4 separate regions of the Mus musculus genome follow, and all the other regions are linked to region 1. The links are chromatin contacts, called in public promoter capture Hi-C maps. All regions are on one chromosome and are shown on one strand. The core of a region is the stretch at or near the end of the contact, and the rest is flanking DNA. Distances in the headings are between cores, read along the strand shown.

Evidence for each region. Promoter capture Hi-C pulls out the DNA fragments that hold promoters and counts their contacts. Capture Hi-C pulls out chosen DNA fragments and counts their contacts.
Region 2: a contact with region 1 is called in a promoter capture Hi-C map of adipose tissue, with 4 times the contacts expected there. The contact joins the promoter of Farsb here to the promoter of Stk11ip in region 1. A contact is called at or near these places in 2 of 115 datasets of contacts at active chromatin or transcription factors (astrocytes and large pre-B cells) and 2 of 9 other capture datasets (adipose tissue and liver).
Region 3: a contact with region 1 is called in a promoter capture Hi-C map of embryonic stem cells, with 4 times the contacts expected there. The contact joins the promoter of Pax3 here to the promoter of Stk11ip in region 1. A contact is called at or near these places in 1 of 39 promoter capture datasets (embryonic stem cells) and 2 of 115 datasets of contacts at active chromatin or transcription factors (both in embryonic stem cells).
Region 4: a contact with region 1 is called in a promoter capture Hi-C map of liver, with 4 times the contacts expected there. The contact joins the promoter of Rpl37a here to the promoter of Stk11ip in region 1. A contact is called at or near these places in 2 of 39 promoter capture datasets (liver and pre-B cells), 3 of 484 Hi-C or Micro-C datasets (B cells and CD4 T cells), 3 of 115 datasets of contacts at active chromatin or transcription factors (large pre-B cells, regulatory T cell precursor and thymic regulatory T cells) and 2 of 9 other capture datasets (adipose tissue and liver).

What each region holds. Positions count from the first base shown.
Region 1 is chr1:75,520,104-75,523,084 of GRCm38.p6, forward strand. It overlaps Stk11ip (serine/threonine kinase 11 interacting protein), which reads left to right and starts at 1,426. Exons shown (of 25, transcript NM_027886.3): 1 at 1,426-1,539; 2 at 1,661-1,746. The coding sequence starts at 1,686.
Region 2 is chr1:78,487,307-78,490,399 of GRCm38.p6, forward strand. It overlaps Farsb (phenylalanyl-tRNA synthetase, beta subunit), which reads right to left and starts at 1,591. Exons shown (of 17, transcript NM_011811.4): 1 at 1,479-1,591. The coding sequence starts at 1,536.
Region 3 is chr1:78,195,619-78,198,714 of GRCm38.p6, forward strand. It overlaps Pax3 (paired box 3), which reads right to left and starts at 1,518. Exons shown (of 8, transcript NM_008781.4): 1 at 1,047-1,518. The coding sequence starts at 1,131. RefSeq lists a promoter at 1,082-3,072, an enhancer at 2,237-2,847 and cis regulatory regions at 2,237-2,469, 2,625-2,847.
Region 4 is chr1:72,709,457-72,712,512 of GRCm38.p6, forward strand. It overlaps Rpl37a (ribosomal protein L37a), which reads left to right and starts at 1,804. Exons shown (of 4, transcript NM_009084.4): 1 at 1,804-1,867; 2 at 2,216-2,344; 3 at 2,686-2,768. The coding sequence starts at 1,865.

The sequences.
Region 1 (2,981 bases), core at 176-2,675:
TTGGCTTGATACAGTTGACTTGATTGTTATGGCTCCTCCCCCATGGCCAGCTTCAGGTGATCGATAAACAAGGACTGACAGTTGCTATGTAATGGATTATCAATTGCACAAAATGTCCCAGATCCATGAGACGGTATATAGGAAGTTTGTTCAGGCTAGAGAAGCCTTCCACCACCTCTAAAACTGACTGACTCCAACTCTACTCTTTAGATTTTTCATTAAAAGCAAACACTTGCATGTATGAATGTTTTGCCTGAATGCCTCTACACCATGCATGTGCTGTGCCCATGGAGATGAGAAGAGATTGTACAACCACCTGGAACTGGAGTTACAGATGGCTGTGGGCCGCCATGTGGGTACTGGGACTTGAACCCATGTCCTCTGGAAGCCTAGCCAGTGCTCTAATTCACTGAGCCATCTCTTCAGTCCTACACTTCATGTTTAACTTTCTTGTGTTAGAAAGGATTGTTTCATAAAAGACATTCCCCTCCCAAGCCTAGCTAGTCACTCCATCCTAAGAAATGTTTTCATAATGTAGACCAGAAGTTGATGTCAACTGCCAGACCAAGAGCCAGGGTAAAAACTACAGTGGTGCTGGGTGGTGGTGGCGGCGCACGCCTTTAATCCCAGCACTTGGGAGGCAGAGGCAGCCTGGTTTACAGAGTTTCAGGGCAGCCAGGGCTACACAGAGAAACCCTATCTTGAAAAAAAAAAAAAAAGCTACAGTGCCAATTTGGAAGTAGAAAACTCAACAGTCTTGCTTTTGTTAATTATTGATATATTTTATTTTCAAATTTAGGAAAACCACTTTTAGTTAGGTGTACTGAGCTGTAAATACAGTTAAAAACAAAACAAAACAAATACAGGTTCAGGTCATTACCAGTGACTAATTTTTGTTTTTGAGATAGGATCCCACTATGCAGCCCTGGCTAGCCTGGAACTCACTATTTAGAGCTGGCTGGTCTTGAACTCACTGAGACCCTCCTGCCTCTGCTTCCAGAGCTCTGAAATCAGAGACCAGGGACCAATTTGAGAGTGTGCTAAACCCTAAGGAAAAATAAGTCTAGAGACTGAGGACTATGACAGCAAAGGGGGTTTGAGAGTGGCATCCCTGCCAGCCTTAGCCCTTCTGGCTGATATAAAAGAACTTCGCAAGGACAGGACAGCTATGTAACTGGAAGATCAGTATTTGTTTTGGATGAGTTCTTTTCCTTCTAATACAAGATCCCATTTCTCCAAGCTCTGCTTCCCCGCCCAGTCTGCAAACAAGAGTCAGGTTTCTCTCTCTGCCGAAGGGGCCACCCAGAGCCGAGCTAGACCTGGGGCCCCGTTAGGGGCTTAATCCCGGCTAGTTCCGTCCTACTGACACATCGGCTCGCCCAGGGCGTGGCTTCCGGTAGCGAAGGCATGCTTTCCGGTAGGTCCTTTGCCTTCCGGGGCGGGACTTCCTGCCCTAAAAGAGCCCGGCTGCCAAAGTGATTGGAGTGCGAATTACGCGGGCCCATGGGCTCCCGAGGCCCAATGCTTTTTGGAAAAGGGGTCAGAGAGATCGTTCTTTTTAGCTGATGCTTACTTTTTACATTGCGCGACGCCTCCATTTGCACGAAAGCTCTGGGCTTTTGTTGCCCACCTGAGGCTCTTCCGCTTCCCCTTTCCCCAGGCTCCGCCCCCAGCGTCCCGTGGCTATGACGACCGCTCCGCGGGATTCAGTAGTGTGGAAGCTGGCGGGACTTTTGCGGGAGTCGGGTGAGTGGACTTCTGGCTTATTTGGTTGGGAGTTCTAGGTGTGTTCGATACTGTCCAGAAACGCCGGGAATCACCGAGTCATTGCCGGCGGGGTCACGAGGTGCCGGCGTCTTCTGGGTGTGTTCCTTGTGACGCGTTGTTTACAGTCATGCCTTTGACAGTCTAAACTCTATCCATCTCTCATAGCACTTAACTCTCCAGAGGAAAGGGATCATTAATAGATTAAACACTTGCAGACAAGAACATAATCACTTGTACCGAAAGCCAAGTATAAGCACCTTAGACACCAGAGATTTGGAGACCCACATAGGTTAGTCCCAACCCTCTATCAGACTTGGATAAGTTTTTAGACCCTCAGTATTCTTCTCAGATAGGTTAGCATAGGGATTGTATTGAACGCAAAAGATAGCGGGATTTTAGTTAGCTTATTTAGTGCAGTGCATGCATGCATAATAAGTGTTCAAAAGATAGTGTTACTATAGTTGCTGCCCCAGTGCCTGGGCATGGCAAAGATCACTGTGTTGTTTGGTTTTTGTTTTTTTTTTTGTTTTGTTTTGTTTTTTTGTTTTGTTTTTTTTTTTTTTTTGAGACAGGGTTTCTCTGTGTAGTCCTGGCTGTCCTGGAACTCACTTTGTAGACCAGGCTGGCCTCGAACTCAGAAATCCGCCTGCCTCTGCCTCCCAAGTGCTGGGATTAAAGGCATGTGCCACCACGCCTGGCACTATGTTGTTTGTTATGTGGTTGCCATCATCAGCTAAATGATCACAATCATGATTCTTTGAGAGCTGGGGATATAGTTCAGTAGCAGAGCATATGTTTAGCATGTACAAAACTTTGACTTATAATCCCTAGCATCCTCCCCACACACACAGAAAGGAGAGATTCTTCTTTGAGCCCCGGCTTTCCTATCTGTAAGGTGGGGTTAATGGATGTCTTTAGGAGATAAGGATGAGATCTAGATGAAGCAGCTGTCATTTGGAATGTGTGACCTCGATGGCATTAGTGCTCCATATCTATATACTCCCACCATGGCATCCTTGGAGTCTCTTGATGGCAGTTCATTTTCTGGTTTGTGTTAATAATTACTCCCATGCTGTGCCTTTTCTAGACTTCCAGGGGACACCTTGAATTATGTGCATGTCTATACTCAGTGTCTAGTACATAGAAAAATCTCTTTGTAAGGCTGTAAGATTTATTATTCAGCAAAGATCTGACTTGGCTCCCAGGCTCGGAAT
Region 2 (3,093 bases), core at 341-2,840, 3.0 Mb after region 1:
AGTGGAAGGAAAAGGAAACAGCCAGGGAATGTATTAAAACATTATCTGATGATTGCGAGCAGGTCATAAGCCTCATTGTCTTTTAAAATTTGGACAATCTGGTACTTTTCCATAGATAAGGGTCTGACTAGGAACTGATTCCAAGTTGTTCATCTTGCCACACACCATCATATGAACTTCAGAGACAGTGACCACCAGGAGAGAGAATATGATTTAGAGTAACAGGGCAAGTGAGGTATATTAATAAGCTTACTATATAAGGGAAACTGGTTAGGAAATTAAAACCACATTCCAAAAGCAAAGCGATTTCCTGTTTCTAAGGCCTTGGTCACAACTATAATTGTATCACTTGGGAGACTGAGTCAGGAGGATTGCCACAAGTTTAGAGTCAGCCTGGACTTCAGAATAAGGTTCTGTCTCCAAAAGAACAACGACAAAATCCGACAAACACAGGGGGTGAGTAATATCTAAAGTCCATCCTTAGGAAAAAAAAATCTTAAAAGTTTACTTGTACGACATCAGTACTGTGGTGTTATGAACCTGCTCCATTTTGTCCTCTAATTTTGGCCTCTAATACTCAAAAACAAGGAGGCTCTCATAAAACACTCGCTCTGACCTTTATAGAAGCTGATAACTACAGGGTGAGGCTGATACCATTTCAACTTACTACATCTGTGTTGGAAATGATAATTTGACTAATATTTACCTCCCTTCCCCCCCCCCCCACAATGGTTTAGTTTTAGAACTGAGAAAGAGGGAAGTGTGTCATGAATGCTAAGCCCATAGAAGTGATTCCATTTAGGGGTCAAATCAATGTTAACTATCAAATGCTACCCCTGCACAAAACCTGGTTTCCTTTCCCAGAAACATTTAGCATGTCCAATAAACCGTTTTACTAACATCATGGTTTGTTATTTTTCTCATGTATGTGTCATGTGCACAGCTCTACTCCCAAACACTGCCTGACACACTTCTGGAGCCTGGTCAACACTAAAATAAAGCCAATGCCGGGCTTGGTGGCACACGCTTGTTATCCCAGCACTCAGAAACTGAGGCAAGAAGACCGACAGTTCGAAAACAGCCTGGGCTACATAGTGAGACCCGCATCTTTCTTAAACGTCTCCCCTTCGCTGTCAATCTGGTTCCACAGCCTACAGTTGTGATGGAACCCAGGGTACGTTTCCTCGTCTGTGTCCCGACACCAAAGTCCGTGCTGGGCACGGAGTTGGAGCTCGGTCTCTAAATGAATGACACGGAGAGCCCGACACGCGCTGATGATGCAACGGAGCCACCGCGGAGCTGGTTCCGAGAAGCTACTTCAGCGCAGCCGAGTCTCCTCGCCCAGCAGCGCGCCCCTGAGGACTCTGGCCGTGCCGGGCCAAACCCCACGTAGCGGCATGAACGCCGCCAGCACGTTCTTCTGCAGGGCGAGCAGACTTCCCCAGGCACCGAGCCCAAGCCACGGGGCGGGCACTCACTGTAGGTCCGGCCCAGGGCTTGGAAGAGCAGGTCTCGCTTTACGCTGACAGTCGGCATGGCGAGTCGTGGACACTGCGCCTGCGCCACATGCGGGGCCTCAGCGACCCTAGAGTGAAGGACCCGACGCTCCGCTCTTGGGCTGTCTCACGTGATGCCTGTCTAAATTCAACCATTTGCACATCCGTTTTCCAGCCGAATATAGGAAAACACCTCTCTCTGGATTATTTAACATAGTTCTGTTGTGACGATAACCAAAAAGTTTGGAAAATAGGTGTAATCGGGTGGAATTATCTCTATTTTGACAGGCAAGAGTGAGAACAGACCTCAGAGGCCTGGATGCTTCCCAAAGCCCTAGGGAAGATGCCAAGTTGGGTAGGCGGAGCGCTAGATTGGTGGGAAGGACTTCCAGGTAGAGAAGTCCGCCCAGAGGTATTTGAAAAGCAAGGTAAACGGATGCAAGACTTCCTGCAAAGAAGAATATGCAAATACTAATGGCAAGGTCTGTTAACAGGCCACATTTTTTTACTTTTTTGAGACAGGTTTCTCTGTCGCCTTGACTGTCCTGGAACTCGCACTATAGACTAGGCTGGCTTTGAACTCCGAGAACTTTTGAGATCCGTACCTCCCTAGTGCTGGGATTAAAGGCATGCGCCACCACTGCCGGGCTTTTACTTAATCCTTTAACCCTCTTGAAACTACAGATTTTATACCCGAGCCTTGTTCGAACGCAGCAGCAGCCCTGTGGGTAGGCGTTGTTAGAGACCGCAGGACTTTTCTGTCAGATGCTGTACTCAGCCTAAAAAGTGCACGAGCAGATTTGCTCCTTAGAATAACTCTGAGGGACAGTACGTCAAATCATGGGCCACTGAGATGTCAGGACTTAATCCCGTGTAGCCTGCAAATGCTACTTTATGTGGTATCAGAGCCTATGTGGAATAAGCTAAGGGTTTTGAGATGGAACTTAGCCTAGGTTATTAGGATGGGCCCTAAATGCAATTGACTGTAGACTCAATAAGCGGAAGGCAGTGATTCCAGTAAGGTCACTAAAAAAAATAAAGTCAGTAGTCTTCGAAACTGGAAGAGATAAGGAGGGAAATCTCTCCTAGCCTATTCAGCAGCCCCCAAAACACTTGGATTTGGGCCAGTGAAATTGCTTTTGGGTTTCTTGCCTCCAGAACTTGAATATAACAAAGTTCTGTTTCATCTCATTCATTATTCTTTATGATTTGAGATAAAGGCTCAACTCTATAGCTGAAGCAGTCCTGGAACTCATCCTGTAGCTCTGGATGGCCAGAAATTTTCAGAGTTTTAAGGTGTCCTGAAAGACAAGAATATAAGTTACCTCACCAGACTCAAGTTTCTGTTTGAAATCAAAAGTTTGTAGTACTTCCTTTCAGCAGCCATGAAAAAACAAATACATCAAAGCAGGAAGATAAAACAGCCATGGACTGTGGGACTCACCTAACCTGTAAGGCATAGCAGAAACATTGCTTCCTCAAGAGAAAATAAAGCAAGGACCAACACTGAGGAAGTGAGAACCCTTCACTTGAGGAAGCAGAACTGAGGCTAGACTTAGGCCATCATAACTCTTAATAAGTTTTCCACTGCACTAAT
Region 3 (3,096 bases), core at 268-2,767, 2.7 Mb after region 1:
TGGGCTCCCAGTCCCGGACCCTTAAGGTTCTATTTATTCAAATAATTACCCGATGCAAGGTCATATAATCTTTTGGAAATTGAGCGATCGGAATGAGGTAACTGGCTGTAGAGAAACTGTATTTTCTCTTTTATTTGGGGGAGGGGGGCTGTGCTGCAAGTTGGAGGGAGACCTAGGACTGATGTCTAAAATGTCTTGCGATAACTGCCTCAAAGTCCTGAGAAGGCAGAGGTCCCGATAAGGGTATAGTAGGCAAGGGTTGGGGAGGCTCCCGAAAGGAGACACAGGTGACAGCAGGTATCACCTGTTACACTTAAAAAATAAAAATGGCAGCGAGCCTAGCTGTGGACACCACTGCCGAAATGACCGCCCTTGCACGTCACGTTTTACTCTGGATCGAGGTCGAAGGGCTCCTCCAGAACCCCAGTCTCCTGCTTTTACTTCCCAAATTATTTGGTCGGGTTCGGGTTTGCAGTAATTTCTACCTCCCCGAAATTTCCCAGCACCTTTAAGCAAACCGAAAGGCATTGCCAACCATTTTAGAAACTTCGAGATGCCACTTGAGTTGAGTGGAATTTGCTAATCAATGCTAAAACTTTTCAACTAGGAAGGGCCACCAGAATTTTTCACAGCAGGAAAATTCTTGCCGAACTAATAGTAGTTATTCAAAAGTGAACGCAGCCCGCACAATTTCGTAGCAACTTTAGGTGAACAGAAAGAGAACTTGCTTCCGGCGCTGCGAAGCTTGTTCACCTTTCTCACGGCAGCAATTCCGAAACAACAGGGCAAAGTGGAGCCGGCAGGAGCAGGCCAGGCAAGCTCCGAGAGCTTGTAGTGAGCTTAGCACTCCGTTTGCAGCCAGAACGTGAAATGGGGCTTCTCCCGCTCTCCACGAGAACCCCCTCCCCACTTTTGCTTCTTGGGTTGAGAAGTACCACGGGAAGAGGCTCCCGGTAAGGCACGAGTGGAGGCCCTGGAGACCAGGATTGGGGTGCGGCAGCCAATCCCAGGCCCGGGGATCCGGACGAGCTGAGGCCCTAACATACCTTCCAGCGGGAAGCCGCTGCGTGGGTAATTCTGCCCCGGGCCGGGCCGCATCATCCTGGGCACAGCGCCGGCCAGCGTGGTCATCCTGGGGGCAGCTTCGCTCGCAAATTATATCCAGGTGAAGGCGAGACGAAAAAGCGAGCACAGTGCGGCGGGTGACCCTCGGGAACTCTCCGGATCTCGGAGAGCTCCTCCCCCAAAAAAGGCCAGAGAGGGAGGCGGGGCGCGGGGAGGGGGGCGCTAATAGATCCAAGTCCACAGGCTCCAGAGGAGTCCCTTGAGTGCAGGATCCCAAGCCCAGGGCGGACGAGTTTGGTGCGAGTCTAGCAGATCGGCCCCTCAGCTGGGGCTACTGGCAAAGGTGCTCACTGCACCGCGAAGATCGGGTGAGGGAGGGTGGTGACGAGGCAGGAACACGTCCCAAGTCTCCTCCCGTCGTGACACCGAGTGCAGGGATCCGGACTAGGGAGCATTTATTAGTTCTTTCACCCAAAGCTTGATCAGGAGCCCTGAGCTGCGATTGGCCGAGGAGGAGACCGTCCCGGGTGGCAAAGACACGCGCTGATTGGGCGACAGAAGCTACTTTCTCTTCCCATCCCTGACGGTCCCCAGGCCTCCGCCGACCCAGAGGGGGACTAGCTCTGTGTCCCTTTCTCAAGAGAAGGGTGGACAGGTTGAAACTAGGAGAGGCAGCTTGGGTGGCAAGAGCCAGTGAGGATGGAAAAAGGCTCGCGGTGTCCCTGTCCCTCTACATGAGATTCAGCCTTGATCATCTTGGTTTTCTATTACTCTGTCCTAATCTCTTTCCGCCTTTCTCTGGAAACCTTGCTATATCCGCCCCTTATTTCCTCTGTCTGCCCCTGCTTTTCACCTGTGGATTTCGCTTCGGGATTACTAATACGGAGATGGCGGTGGAGCAAATTTGGAAAGGGGCACAGAGAATTCCGGATGTGTTTCCTTTTCCTTTCTCTGGTCTGCCTCTGGGCCTGAGCTCCCTATGTGAGCCTCCCAGAAAGGCATCTCTCAGGAAGAGTCCAAGATGTGCCCAGAAGGTCCTTTTGTCTTTCTTAGGCTGGGAATGAAAGACAGGTGGCATAGCCATGACAGAGACTGAAGAGGTTAGGCCTCCCCTGGGCTCCAAGTTGCAAGCAATGGGGAAGCCAGCTCCTTTTCTTGGTTTAAAAACCCTTCTGAGAAGCGGGGACTTTAAATCTCCACGTACACATTCATCCCCGATGCACTTGCATCTATATGTTGAGGTTTTGCCCGGGTGCAGCGTTTGTTCTCAGGAATTTATTATGGCATTCAGACTAAACTGCTGGAAAAATAAAAGAAGCAACGTCTTGGCTAGGAGCTGAAGTGTCCCCAGCAGGATATGACGCCAGGAGTGTTGTAAAGACTGTCTGTCCTTAGAGAAGGTACCATTGTGCCTAGCCTTTTATTTATAACTTGGTAAGTGCCAGCGAACACTCCTCCCTTACACCCCCCTCCCGTGCCAGCCCCACGTTCTGCGCTGCTCTTTATTCCCTCAAGTCTATTCAGGGACTGTCACTCTGGGGCCGAGAGGTATTCAGGGCCTTAATCAATCAAAAGGATGAGAATCAGGCAGGTTTTTTCCCCTTTGAAATAAAGGAAACAATGACTTCTGGGCTTCAAGTTCCCTTTTCTTTTTATGATATTTGAATTTTTCCTGCCCCTGAATCCTCCAACCCTCTCTCCATGTCCTCCCCCCCCCCATCTCCTTTGACAGTTTTGATGTGAACTCAGGCCCCCAATCCTACTTGCCCACCCCCTAATTAAGGCAAACTCAAGGGGGGGGGGCGTGCGTGTAGTTGTTCAAAGTCCCTGAGCTGGCCCTTTAAGAGTTCACTCCCAGTGGAGAAAGCTGGGTAGCTCTTTGCTCCCCCTGAAGTCAAAAGGGCTTATCGACCCTGGGAGCAGGCGAGACGGGCCTCTGGGGACTCCAGAAAATGTCTGGACACCCCACCCCCACCCACCCACATTTGGGGAGGAGCATTAGAGCTCACAGTGGAGAGAGAGTCCAGAAGC
Region 4 (3,056 bases), core at 554-3,053, 2.8 Mb before region 1:
AGATATTGCTGTGTCCTGGGAAGGAGAGGGTAAACAAGATCTCCATGGCTGAGAACCATTTATGAAGTATATAGCAACTGGCATGTTTTTAATAAGCTAGCAAAGAGAGAATATGCTACAATATGCTAGAAACTGGAGTATAACACACATAATGGCATATACTGTTTTATGGGATTCTTGATTTTACTAGATTTGTATGAAGTGGGTCGCTGTGTAAGATGTCTTTCTTACAATGAATTAGAGTCAAAAAGACTAAAAGTCACTAAAAAGAGCAATGTAACCATCCTGGGCCTGTATTTAGCTACTCAAAAAGCTGGCATGGCAAGATAAAGGACTACCTGAATTGTAAAGGGAGTTCAAAGTTGGACAACTTAATGAGACCTTGTATCAGAATAAAAAATAAGAAAAGGCTGGGTATACAGTTCAATTATAGTAACTTGGGTAGTATGTATGAAGCCCTAGGTTCAATCCCAATACAAATAAACACATAAATAAATAAACACAATCTCAAATTATGGTAGACTCATAAATGCTAGCCCCAAATTACATGTTCCAAGAGGAAAACAAAACAAATAGAGGAAAAATTAAATAAATAATGTACAAAAATACTTAAGAATTAAGAGTTTCACAAACTTTCACATTACAAAGAGAATCAGTTCTTTTTTTAAAAAAAAAAAAAAGACAAATCTTTCCGAATATTTATTTATTTTCTATGTATAGATATTTTTCTTGTACACATATCTGTGGACCACGTGAGGTCACAAGGAGTCTCCTAAAAGTAGAGTTACACGCACTTTTGAGCCACCATGTGGGTGGAAAGCAGAGTCAATGAGCCCTCTTTCTAGCCCCAAGACAGACTTCTTTAAAATCAAACACTAACATCATTTCCCACTGGAAATCTTAAAGTTTAAGAAAATCTTAGGAGAGAGAAGTGTTTAAAAATTTCAGAGCCAGGCGTGGTGGCACACGCCTTTAATCCCAGCACTTGGGAGGCAGAGGCAGGCGGATTTCTGAGTTCGAGGCCAGCCTGGTCTACAGAGTGAGTTCCAGGACAGCCAGGGCTACACAGAGAAACCCTGTCTCCAAACCTCCCTCCCCTCCCCCCCAAAAAAAGAAAGAAAGAGAACCACCACTTTAGGGTCTTGGGTTCAAGTAGCCTCTATTCCTTACATTATCCCCAGAACTCTGATCAGCAACATTTCGTAACTCTTTTTTTTTTTTTTTTTAGATTTATTTATTTATTATATGTAAGTACACTGCAGCTGTCTTCAGACACTCCAGAAGAGGGCATCAGATCTCATTATGGATGGTTGTGAGCCACCATGTGGTTGCTGGGATTTGAACTCAGGACCTTCAGAAGAGCAGTCTGCGCTCTTAATCGCTGAGCCATCTCTCCAGCCCATTTCGTAACTCTTAATCGTGACGAATATGACTGTCTCCCAGCCGAACTGTAACTCGGCCTGGGAGCGGATCCTAGGCGTTTACTATGGCCAGCATCTAGCACCCGGCCTGGCGATTTTCCGAAGTATAATATAGTGGGAAGGCAATGCGCCTCAGTCACAAACGTCGCGCTTTAAACACTTAAAGGCAAGCCACCTAAAACCCGTCTCTTCGCGAGCAGAACGCAAGAAATCGCATCTGCTCTGCAGAACTTTGGTTATGTGTAAGCTAAGAAGGATGTGCTTCCAGCTCGTGAACCACTTCTGCGCATCTATGCATTTCTCAGTGGAGACAGCGAATAAACCGCCAGAACACCGAGTTCACTTCCGAGAGAGGAGGTCGCGTCACTTCCGCTCGCCGGTCTAAAACCGCGCATGCGCATTGCGTCCCTTCCTCTTCGGACTTGGGCTTGGGTTCCGGCGACATGGTGAGTGTCTTCGTAACCGCTTTGGAAGTCGCTATCCATCGTCATCTGCCTTAGTCTCCGGCGTCCCGCTCTCAGCCCACCTCGGGTAGTCTGTGCTGTCCCTGTCCTGTCTGCTGTCGGGCTTCTCCCGGCGTCTGGAGCCCCGTACGCGGCCGGAGGCGGCTCGGCGGGGCTTGGCCCAGCGCGGTAGTTAATGCACAATCTGGAGCCTTTTGGCGCTCTGTGGGCGCCTTCCTTGATGGTTGAGCTTGAGGGAAAACAGGATTCAGCCGAGTTTGTGCTCAGCGGCGCGTTGGCGTGCACCGACTGGCTCAATGTCTCTGCTCCGTTCCTTTCCTCTGTCAACAGGCTAAACGCACCAAGAAGGTCGGCATCGTCGGCAAGTACGGGACCCGCTATGGTGCCTCCCTCCGGAAAATGGTGAAGAAAATTGAAATCAGCCAGCACGCCAAGTACACTTGCTCCTTCTGTGGCAAGGCAAGTCGGCCTCGGGTTAGGGAGGAGGGTGCCATTGCTCCCGAGCTAAGGCGGTTTGGGCTCGCTTTTTGCGGAGCATTCGTTGTTTACTTGCAACTAGTGAGGAACTTAAGGGTGAATGGTTTGGAGAGGAAAAAGTCCGATCTTGGGAAATTGATAGCGATGTCAGCGCATCTGTACCAACCCCAAAGAGGTCTGTTTAGCCTGTAAATAATACTCTGCTTGGGTTACTAGAATTTAACTGCTAATGGATAAGCTGGCTTTTCCATAGTTTACTCTCTGGAAGTCTCAGGGATTTTTTTTTTATATATATTTCATAACAAGATCTTAACTACTTACAGACCAAGATGAAGAGACGAGCCGTCGGCATCTGGCACTGTGGTTCCTGCATGAAAACAGTGGCCGGTGGGGCCTGGACCTACAAGTGAGTGTTTTCTCCTGTGGTATAGGAAAGGCTATGGACTGCACAGCCCGTGTTCCAGGTCTGGTGCATATCGGATTTGTTTTAGTTTAAAGCAAATCATGAGTTTGGGTTTAAAAGTTAATAGTTTTTGGTCAGGGCTATACAGTGAAACCCTGTCTCAAAAACAAAGTTATGGTTATAGATAAAAGCTCAGAGCCGGGCGTGGTGGCGCACGCCTTTAATCCCAGCACTCGGGAGGTAGAGGTAGGCGGATTTCTGAGTTCGAGCCCAGCCTGGTCTACAAAGTGA